Linked DNA regions of Mus musculus: all the other regions are linked to region 2. A link is a contact called in public Hi-C and HiChIP or PLAC-seq data. All regions are on one chromosome and are shown on one strand. The core of a region is the stretch at or near the end of the contact, and the rest is flanking DNA. Distances in the headings are between cores, read along the strand shown. Region 1 holds the start of Unc5a (unc-5 netrin receptor A). Region 2 holds the start of Pitx1 (paired-like homeodomain transcription factor 1). Region 3 holds the start of Smad5 (SMAD family member 5).

Region 1 (3,476 bases), core at 212-2,711, 880 kb after region 2:
CAAGGAACCAGCCATCGACCTTAATCATCTGGTCCTTGACGGAGCTCTCGTCTTTCTAGATTGGCAGTTCAGAAATCCACACCCTTAGGAGAAACTGGCCTTGCCAGCCTAGGGATCACCTCCCGGGAAGCAGGCTCTGGGGGCATCAAGCACCAAGAATTGCTCAGGCACCCTTCCCAATACCCAGAAGCTCAGCACTGCCAAATCCTTAGGGGCCAGGAGATTAGGGACCCCCACAGCTCGGTCTAGGTGCGGGCTTTGGGAGATTAGACAAAACCTCCCCCCCCCCCCAGGCCTCTCACGCAAGGAGGTGGGCTAAAAGGCTAGGTTATGAAGGGGCTGGTTAGGGTGGCCAACAAGACACGCGGGGAGACTGCAGGGCTGTGGAGTTTCTGAGAGGTTCTCAGAGCCCGCCAACCAACAGCCAACAGCAAACAACTCCCCTTCGCCCTCCTCTTCCCCCCTCCCACCTCCAGCAGCGAGGCCAGGAACCACAGGCCACCACAGGGGCCCCAGTGCTTTGACTACCGGCTGCAAGAGCTGAGGGCTGTTGGATGCCTCCACGCCTGAGTGTGTGCGTGTGCAAGCCTGTGTGTGGTGGGGACAGAGGAGGACACTATGTTCTAGACGTGGGCACAGGCCAGGTGCCAAGCTAGAAATTGTGAGTGGCTGTTTGGGGCAGTCCTACCTGGAAGAGCTGTCTTACCCCCCCCCCCCCCCACACACACACCCCATTTTCTGAGCACTAGCATATGGCCTTGAGTCCTTCAAGTCTTGTCTTTTTGTCTTTCCTGGATTATTTCAAACTGCCGTCGCGCTCCCCCCCCCCCCCCATCATTCTCCCGGGCCCGTGAAACCAGCAAAAACTTCCCCCACCCGGAGGCGTGGGGCGTCTACACTCGCCAGCCCCGTGCGCTGACAGCTGTTCTGGACTTGGCAGAAGCAAGGCTTCCGGGAGAGCGCACCAGGAAGCTGCGCAGCAGCGAGTGGCGGCCCCCGCGTCCTGCCCAGCAAAGTTTGGCCTCCGGGGGCTCCCAGACGGGTCGGCCGCGCAGGTCACGGCCACCTCCTCCCCAGAGCTAAGCGTTCGCGCGCACGGTCCCCCGCAAGCCTCCCCAGAGCGCGCGCGGCGTGACTCACCCGAACCACGAAGCCAGGCAGTGAGGACTATGCCCAGGAGCGCTGGCCACAGGCCGGGCCGGACGGCCATGGCCGCGGGCGGACGAGCGGGCTGGACTAGGGGCCCCGCGGGCGGGAGAGAGGCTGTCAGCGCCTCAGCCGAGAGCCCCACCTCGGGGCGCCCCCGGGGCCCATGCCAGAGGACAGCGCTGCCTCCGGGCGGCCGGCTGCGGGGCGCACGCGGCGCGTGGCTCCCCTGGGCACCCGGAGCGCAGCAATGCAGCCGGGGCGGAGCGCAGCGCCAGCCGCGCCGCGCACCGAGCCAGCCGCCGCGCGGAGCCCGCAGCCGGGGAGCGGGCCGGCGGGCGCCGCAAAATCCGGACTGGAGCGGCGGAGCGGGGCGGAGGCGGGGCGGGGCGGGGGAGGAGGGGCCGGGCGGCGCTGCGAGCGCGGGCCACCCCCTGCACCGGGGATCCCTTCGGGCAACGCCTGAGGCTCCCCCAGGGAGGAGCTGGGGTAGTGGGCGGGGAGGCCTCCCACCACCCCTCTCAGTCTCCAGGGACAGAGACAGGACTCTGGATCCCGGAGTGGATTGCTTTTCCGGATCTGGCATCACCCTGGTCCGCCAGTCGGCGCACAGGTGGCCCGGGAGGGGCCCCGGGCTGCGGCGACCCCGGCGCAGCGCCAGCCTGCGGAGAGCAGCTCGACTCTGGAGTGCCCCAGGCAGGTTCCGCTGCAGTCCCTGCTTGCACCCCTGCCTCCGGGCTGCGCTCCGAGATCGTCAGCGCGCCGTGGTAGGCAGCTGGCGGGCGGCTTGGATGGGGGACTGCAGGAGAGGTCCCGGGGCCCAGCCGGCGCGCAGGAGCCGCCAGGCCCCCACCGTCTCACCATCCGCCTCCCCAAGACAGCCTGGTGGGCTTCAGGGGCAAGCGTAGCAGCGTGGCCCCAGGCTTTCTTAATCCCTCCACGCCGCTGGCCCAAAGGAAACAACCTTAGGGCGCAGCGCAGCCTGTAAGGAGCGTCGTGTTGTTTGCGCCCCGAGCGCGCGCGGCGCTGGAGACGTGGGCGTGATGCAGGAACCAGAAGGGTTTTGGGAGCTACAAACTCCTGGGGTAGAATAGAAGTGTCACATTCTTCTGGCTCTGTGACCTTGGGCAAGTCACGGGGCGTCTCTGGATCCCAGCAGAATGACCGCTGGAGGATCTCCTATTCCCCACCCCCATTCCCTAAGCTGGTTAAAATAAACAGAAGGCTGCCCTAGAGAAGGAAAATAAACGCTCTCGGTGTGCACAGGGCGAGGGATCTGAAAGAGAGGGTCCCACTTCTGGCCAGGAGGAGAATGAGAAGGGTGAAGACGGTCACACACTCAAACGCCTCCAGCGCCGATCGATAATATAAATTGGTGCTGCAGGCCAGATGATATAAGAATGGTCTTGGCTTCCACAAAGAGATATGAGCTCTCCTATATTTCTTGAGACACGAGGCCCTCTCTCGGTCTGTCTTTTGTTTCCCACTTTTTATAGAGAAGGTTATGAAAAATGTTTTGCTTTATTCTGCTCTCTTGTATATGTGTATATCTGCATATGTATATGTGTGTGTGTGTGTGTGTGTGTTTCTATTCACAACCAAAGCTCCAGATGTGAATGTACAGATTTTGGGCCTCAGGGCCAGACAGGCAGGGAGACAGGGCACAGGGTCATATCGAAATGGCTCTCTTGTTCTAGGTGCCTGTTGGGAGGGGAGGAGCCAATTGGTTTTGTTTACCAATTTTCAATAGAAGCTGTTGTCTGGGAAAATAATTTTTTTAAAGATGTGTGTGTGTGTGCACGTGTGTGTGCGTGTGCATGTGAGTGCGTTGCATAGTGCCTGTGTGGAAGTCAGAAAACAGCTTGTCATTTCTCTCCTTATGTGAGATTCGGGGATGAAAGCCAGGTTGTAAGGCTTGATAGCAAACCCCATTATTCACTGAGGCATCTTGGTGGCCCTAAAATTGATTTTTAATACATGTGTGTATTTATAACCTCTTTTACCCAGATGATCATACTCCCCAACTTCAGCTTTTTAGACAAACACATTAGAGAGTAGAGCTGATCTACAGGCTGCTCCAGTGTGTGTGTGTGTGTGTGTATGTGTATGTTTTGTATGTGGTGTGAGTGTGTGTGGTGTGTGTGTGAGAGCAGTTGTTGTATGCCCAGGCTATTCTCCTGTATTCTATTAATACCCCTACAGTGCTCTCCTGGATCTGAATTTGGGTTCACAGTGTGGAAGAAATGTTGAAGGCTTGGGGTTTGGACACTGAAGGGAGGCCGTTGTCGATTAGGGCATGGTGTACATGAGGAAGTAACAATGTGTTTATT
Region 2 (3,452 bases), core at 401-2,900:
TGAGGGAGGTAGTGTAGCCCCGTGGACCAACCGAAGCACCTAGTGGGCTTCACTTGCAAGGAGAAATCAAGATACCCCAGGGCCTTAGTCAGCTCCCCGGAAAGCATCCTCCCTCCATCTTTGCCCAAATTCTGTCTCCCTCAATAGACCTGGCCCTAAGGAGCTGGGCACCTTGAAGCAAGGCCAAGGGAGTATGAGACAGTTCTGGCCCCACCCTGCATGTCTGCCCTTGCCCCCACAATTCTCACAAGGCACCCATCCAGGGCCCAGCTACTTCCCTCTGGTGGTAGAGAAGGTAGGAGAAGGACCAAAGGCAGAGCCTTGCAGTCCCCACCACTAACATACCTGTAGAGCCAACCCAAGAAATGACTACAGGAGAAGATGATGTCCTGGGCTCTGGACACTGGAGAACAGAGAAGTGCTTCTTTCCTAAGCCCTAGTCTACCCCATCAGTGGCTGGTTCAGGGGAGAGGTCTGCAGGTGAGGCCCAGAGACAGCCTAGGGGTCCTCCGTGGCTACAGAGGCAGGTCAGGGCCACCTCAGTTGTGACCTGTTTACTCAAGAAGCTGAAGTCCCTGGGCCAGTTAACAATTGTTGGATAAAATCCTTGGACAAACTTCATTGGAGCGTGAGGAGCTAAGGAGGGGACCACTCTTGTGAGCCTAGAGGGTAAAGTCTTTGCTTGGGGAGGGGGGAGCTCTGGAGCTACAGTTTCCTAGCAGTGTATCGGGAGAAAACCCAAAGGCTTCCTAAGCTCCCAGCCCAGGGTTGTGAGACATCAGTCACCTGGCCTACCAGGCCTCTGCTGAAGCCCTGAGAATTCAGAAAGTAGGCCCCACACTGGAGCAAAGTTACCCTAAAGGAGGGCAGAGGCTGGCAAGGCCTACCTGGTGGCTGCCAAAGACCTGATCATTGTAGGTGCAAAACAAAGGGGGATGTGGAAAGGCCACGGGCCTGGTGGGGCTCTTGGGGTCTCCAGTCCCACTCGCCATGGCCTAGAGCCAACAGAAACGTTTCGTCTGATTAGAAGCCGTCATCTCTACCCCAATTCCGGAAAATTGACTGCGGTGCAGAGAGGAAGGCCATGAGAGCAGCCTTAGGGGAGAGGGTCCAAACTAATTAGAAGACAGCATCCGGGGCCCATTAGAGCTCGCAGGCTGCTGTCACTCAGCCGGCCCCGAGTTCCTGGGAGAAGCGACTGAGGTAGGAGGGGCCCGTCTGCCCCTCGAGGACGACACCACCGCTGGGAGCTGCAGCAACCGGGAACCGGCCCCCCGGCTCTGCCACTGACTGCCCTGGCGCTGGCTCGGAGGCGCCGGCTCAGAGCGATCCTGCTCAGCGAACCTTCACTCATTCTAAGTTGTTCTCTCCCGTGGCTGGGGACTTGAGGTGGCCCAGACAGGAGTTGACTCTCAGCGAAACAAGTCACTTGGGGCCCCCAAGGTGTGCACCAGCCGCCCGGGGCTAGCTGGCCAGATGCGTTTCTTTTGTGCGGCCAAGGGAGAAATTCGTGTGTCACCGGGGAAGGAGGGAGAGGCGCGGTGAGGCCGCGGGAGAGGGGGGGAGGTGAGGCGGCGGGAAGGTGGCTGCGACGGGGAGGGCGCGGGCGAGGCCAGGAGGGAGGGAGGGAGAGAGGGAGGGAGGGAGGACGGCGGGGAGGGCGCGGCGCGGGCGGCTCGAGGCTGGATTCCGCCCGCGCCCGCTCCCTCGCTCGCTTGCTCACTCGCTCGCGCCCTCCCTCCTTCTCTCCCAGCCCCCTCCCACCGAGGCCCACCCCACCCACCACCCCTGGCGCAGGGACTGCTGGAACCTGGCTGCGCGCACTGTCGTTTTCAGACAGACTCTGCGGGCTCCGACCCGAGCCTTAGAAACCGGCCTCGAATCGGGACTGGGGCCCGGGCCGGCCGGGCAGCTGAGGCCGGAGCAGCAGGAGCGCGTGGCGGAGCCCCGAGCCCCGAACCCGGTCCCGCAGCCTGGAGAGGTCGATGGAGCTCGAACGGCGTCGCTGTGGGCGCGGGCAGCCCTGGGGGGCAGCCGCTTAGGCGCCACTCTCTTGTCCCCAACAGGTCGCAGCCTGGGCGGCCGGGAGCTCCCAGCCCCGGCCCCTGGAGCGCCCGTTGCGGTCCCCACCTCCATGGACGCCTTCAAGGGAGGCATGAGCCTGGAGAGGCTACCGGAGGGGCTGCGGCCACCGCCACCACCACCGCACGACATGGGGCCCAGCTTCCACCTGGCCCGCGCCGCCGACCCCCGGGAGCCGCTGGAGAACTCCGCCAGCGAATCGTCCGACGCTGATCTGCCAGGTAAACGCGGCTCCCCCAACCCGCGGCGGGCATCCAGCCTCCGCGCACACCGGGCGGCTTGGCACGCAGCCGGGTCCCCTCTGCGTCTCTGCAGCGAGGAGCTTTCTTTTTCCTCCCTGGTCTTAACCTGACGATGAACACGGAAATTTACACGCGCGTTCGCACGCACACGCGAAGTCACTTCCAAACAGTCCCCCACACGCCAAGCCCTGAGTGGGACTGGCAGCCCCTCTGGAGCAGGAGCAGATAGCACGCGGGAGAAAAAAGTTGAGTTTTCCCTAACTGGTTGCTGAGGAGTCGCTGGGGCTCAGGGCGAGAAGCAGATGTGCAGGGAGTAGAAGGGGTGGCCAGACAAAGTGCCCAAAGAGACACCTTGACAGATGGAGGAAAGAATCCTAAAAGAAGAGGTGGGGTCACAGAGCAGGCTAGAAGAGAGGGGTCCGTAAAGCCGAGCTCGAGCTCTGGGGACAGCGAGAGCCAGCCAGCTAGGAGGCGCGGCCTGACTCCCGGCAGAGCCGGCAGAACCCTGCTGCAGCGGGGATCCTGGCCCACGTGGACACCTCAGCCCAGAGCCACCAGGGGTCCAGCCAGGGTGGGTTCTCGACTCCACAAATCCCCCAGTTGTCTTTTAAAAAACAAAACAAAACAAAACAACCCCGATCTCTTGAGCTGGGCCCGAGATTGGGTGGCTTCGGCCATGTCCGTTTCCAGGCCTGTCCTGTCTTGGAGCGGCTGTGCACGGGAGGGGGGTCCCAACCCCAAATAGTCACAGATCTCCAGGCTGCCTGGGACAGCCATCCCGGGCCCTGGGCATCTCTTCCACGTTTATTTAATCGGTATTTGTTTCTGTTTTGCATCTCTAAGTGACTTTTTTCCAACCTCTGTTTGCTTGGTTAGAAAACAAAGCTCTGAGTGTACTTTTGTTTTTAGAAGTTTTAAGCGTGGTGTTTGCTTAAAAAAAAAAAACCTGTAGAGATTGATTTTCAAATCAAATCTACAGGGATAAATTAACAATTTTAACTGTATGCTTCCTTTGACACAATTCACTAGGAGTATTTCTCTGAAATTTAAAAGAACCTACATGCCACAAGTTACTTGGAGAGATTTTTTAAAAGTCAATTCAAAATGGCGCATTTCTTTGAGATTCCC
Region 3 (3,560 bases), core at 105-2,604, 870 kb before region 2:
GTTTAAAAAAGAAACACACAGCCAGAGTTGGTGATGGCTCACCCCTGTAATCCCAGCACTTGGAAGCTGAGGCAGGAGGATTGGCCAGAGTTCAAGGTCTGCCTAGCAAAACCCTGTCAGAAAGAAAAGAAATCACATGTACCCTTTCGCTTAGCCTCTGTCAAAGCAACCAACAAATTCCATTGATCGCCCAGTGTCCGTTGCTAGGTAGGCATACACTTGATAGTGCTAGGCAACAGGCATGATGTGATCAACTCCACCAGACTTCAAAACTTTTTCCACAGAAAGATAAACAAGATATACTTAGCACCACACCCATCTAAACGCAGCAGCAGCCAGAAATACCCACCCCCCACCCCCCTCCAGCTGCTCAGGAAACACTGTCTTTTACGATCAAGATAAAGATCTAGCCTACAGTGTTCGGCCGTTCCTGCCTTCCAGGTTGGCCGGGACTCCTTTCGCCGGGGCCATCACAAACCGGACACACACACACACACACACACACACACACACAGAGACACGCTTCGGATCGCTGGCACACCTCCAAATACCTCGACCATCCCCGCCAGCTCCTTCTGCAACCGAAAAGTCCGGGCCACTGAGCATGCTCTGACCCTAAGACGGCCGCCACCGGGGAAGTTCCCAGAGCTTAGGGTTCCCGGCTCGGCGCAGCCAGAAGCGCAGAGGAGAAAGGGCAGGGGGAGGGGATGGAGTCTGAACTTGGGCACGCATGCCCAAGGGAACCACCGGGACCGGGGCAGAGACAAAAGCTGCTTCGCTTCCTCACACAAAGTTTAGCGCAGCGAGGGAGCCTCTGCGACGTCCGGAGAGTGACGGGCGGGCGAGCGGGCGGGCGGGCGGGCGGGCGGGCGCAGGGGCGGGTCGCCGCCAGCCGGCTGGCCGGAGTGTAATTCCCACCGATAAGCGCGGATCCTTATCTCCCAGACACAAAGCGGCGGGGCGCGCGCTCGGCCTAGGCCGCCTGCGCGGCTCCGCGCGCGGGCCCGGGCGTCGGTGGCGCGCCGAGGTGGCAGCGGCCTCGTCCGCGCCGGCCTCGTCGGCCGCGCGGGGCCTCCTTAGCACCGGGGCCTCCCGCGCTGCGCGGAGCCCCGTCCCGTGCCGTCAGGTCCCGCGTGGGGAGCCTCTAGGCCTCCAGCCTCACGCGGGCCGCTGCCGCCGGCGCTTGTCCCTCCGCCGGGCCCCGAGCGCCCGCCCTGGGGCCCCTCACTCACCTCCCCGCCGCCCAGGCGCGCTCTCCTCACGCCGTCGCCGCGCTGTGCACGCGCCGCAACTTTATTAGCAGCTCGGCCCCGGGACAAGCGCTCGGCGCCCGCTCGCCGGGGACCCGGATGATGAGGGGGAGGGGGGGCGGCGGCGGAGGGCCGCGGCGGCCGGCGCATGCGCGTCGGGAGTGGCCGAGGCCTGGCTTCTGCTGTCCGCAGCGAGCCTGGAAGTGGCACTTGGGTTAGCCAAGCTCACCCGCCTTATAGCGAAACGGTCGTCCTCGCTCTGGAGAGCTGGAGACCTTTCTAGCCAATCTAAAGCGTTAAAAAGTATCTTCAGCTACAACTTCGCCGTTTTCATTGATTTGTAATAGAAACCCTAAGAGACAGAGACCTCTGGCTGAGCATCAGATACCACACAGCTTACTAGATGTAGCCTTAATATTGCTCCCAAAGGGGGAAAATCCTCTGCAGGTGGAGATAGTGCTGAACCCGGAGCTGAGGACGAGTGGCCATTTCTCAGGACACAGTCCCAGCTGTTCACGGGACACCGCCCCACATCTGGAAGCCGGGAGCGCCTTGAGCTCTCAGGCTTCAGCAAGTGGAGGCTTAGAGGTGCTCGAGCTGTCTTACAGGGTAGCTCTGTACTAATCCGGCTGTCTGGCTTCTCTTCCCCTCCAAACGGTCAGCTTGGACAGCAAGGGAAAGCTTTTTAAAATAGTTTCGTGTTTATTTTTAAAGGTCTTTAAAACTGATCCCCCCCCCCCCCACACACACACACCGGTTTTCTTTTTGAGTAAATTGGAACTATTTTTAACCTTTCCCAGTCAATCCCATCCTCCAATATCAATTCTGTAGATCCCTAATTCTGACAGTTTCTCCTCACTTTTATTACCACCTCCTCCGCCTGAACCAGGGTCACCTCACTTGACACACAAATGCGGCGGTTTCCATGTTTCTCCAGACTCCAACGGCTTGTTTCTATTTGGAAGAGATTAAATAAATGCCGTGAGGAGGCGTTTATGGAAGCAGCCATGTCAAAGGGTGATAGGTGAGAATCCGGCCAGAGCTGGGGAACTAGAGAGAGAGCACCAAGGGAAGGCAGCAGCTGTGACTGCAGCCAACCATCCGCAGGAAGAAATGTGGCAGTGTCCGCCCATTATTGGCAGATCTTCTGGCTTTTCGAAGAAAGTTGGAAATGCATCTTTTTCTATACTAAAAGGAAATCACACATTTATCTGATCAGCTGCCTCTTTGTCTCTTTCCTGGGCTCCCTGACCTGCCCTCCCCTTCTCTTTTTTAGACATTGAGAAGACTCACCCTGGTACAAGCCAAACAAAACAAGCCCATGGTCCCAATATAGCCTACAGGCCATCAGTGTGCAATCTCAGGTCTCCATCTTAAACTTCTTTACTACATCATAAACTCTGCGCAGGAGGACTCTGTATGCGCCAACACTGCCTGGCTTACTGATTCCTGGCTGTTAAGTCTTTGCTGTTACCGGCCCTTGGAAGGCATGGCTTCTGGAGCCTGGCATGGATTTACAACTCCCAGACGTACCTATAACCCTACTGAAAGAATGCCCTTTTTTCGGAACTGATGTTTGCAGCCGACTTTGCTTAATATTGTGTGTATCAGCGCCGTTCCTCACTTCAAGAAACTATTAAAAATCATTTCACAAATTGTGTGCATATTTGTAAGAACACTTCGTGAGTACTGGGGTCCTGTCCCGAACCGTGGGTATAATCCTAAAAGCAAGTATTTCACTTCCTCAACTGTGTATCTGCACACTGGGCAAATTAACTTGAGACTCCAGGCTCTCGGGTGGCTTTGTACATTCAGGCCAGGCCCTCAGTTACAAGAGATAATAACACAGAAAGGAAGCATGGGGGCTTTAGCAGCCAGTAGGACTCTTCCAGAGAATTGAGAAGTAACCTAAACTTCACAGGATGTAGAACTCAGAGGGCCCAGTATACAGTTGTCAAAGATTACTGTCAGGCTTGCCAGAGGCATAAAGAAGTCTTGCTTAGGGTAATCAACTGAATCTAAGAACAAATGTGGCACAGTGTGATCTGACCAGATGATACATGATGCATGCAGTGGGAATCAAGATCTGTAAATATATATCATAAGTAATATAAATAATATAAATATATAACTATATAGAGAAATATGATAAATAATATAGATATAAAGTATATATATCTATATATACACATACATAATTTCAAGATTTCTGGATCATTAAGCCCTGCAGTTGTCAGCCAGGAAACACAGTCCCCTGCCTTGCAATTTGAAGACTTTCTCTGTTGTCCCAGGCAGCATGGCCATGGGAAC

The links. Hi-C and Micro-C count contacts between places; a contact is called where the count stands out from the background. HiChIP or PLAC-seq counts read pairs in DNA pulled down with a chosen protein or histone mark.
Region 1: a Hi-C map of embryonic stem cells shows a contact between it and region 2, with 5 times the contacts expected there. The contact joins the promoter of Unc5a here to the promoter of Pitx1 in region 2. A contact is called at or near these places in 2 of 39 promoter capture datasets (liver and stem cell-derived epiblast-like cells), 4 of 484 Hi-C or Micro-C datasets (all in embryonic stem cells) and 1 of 9 other capture datasets (liver).
Region 3: an H3K27ac HiChIP or PLAC-seq map of embryonic stem cells shows a contact between it and region 2, with 3 times the contacts expected there. The contact joins the promoter of Smad5 here to the promoter of Pitx1 in region 2. A contact is called at or near these places in 1 of 115 datasets of contacts at active chromatin or transcription factors (embryonic stem cells) and 1 of 9 other capture datasets (embryonic stem cells).

Annotation. Positions count from the first base shown.
Region 1 is chr13:54,947,396-54,950,871 of GRCm38.p6, reverse strand. Unc5a (unc-5 netrin receptor A) reads right to left here and starts at 1,461. Exons shown (of 16, transcript NM_153131.4): 1 at 1,141-1,461. The coding sequence starts at 1,210.
Region 2 is chr13:55,829,623-55,833,074 of GRCm38.p6, reverse strand. Pitx1 (paired-like homeodomain transcription factor 1) reads left to right here and starts at 1,650. Exons shown (of 3, transcript NM_011097.2): 1 at 1,650-2,303. The coding sequence starts at 2,135.
Region 3 is chr13:56,700,804-56,704,363 of GRCm38.p6, reverse strand. Smad5 (SMAD family member 5) reads right to left here and starts at 1,354. Exons shown (of 7, transcript NM_008541.3): 1 at 1,233-1,354.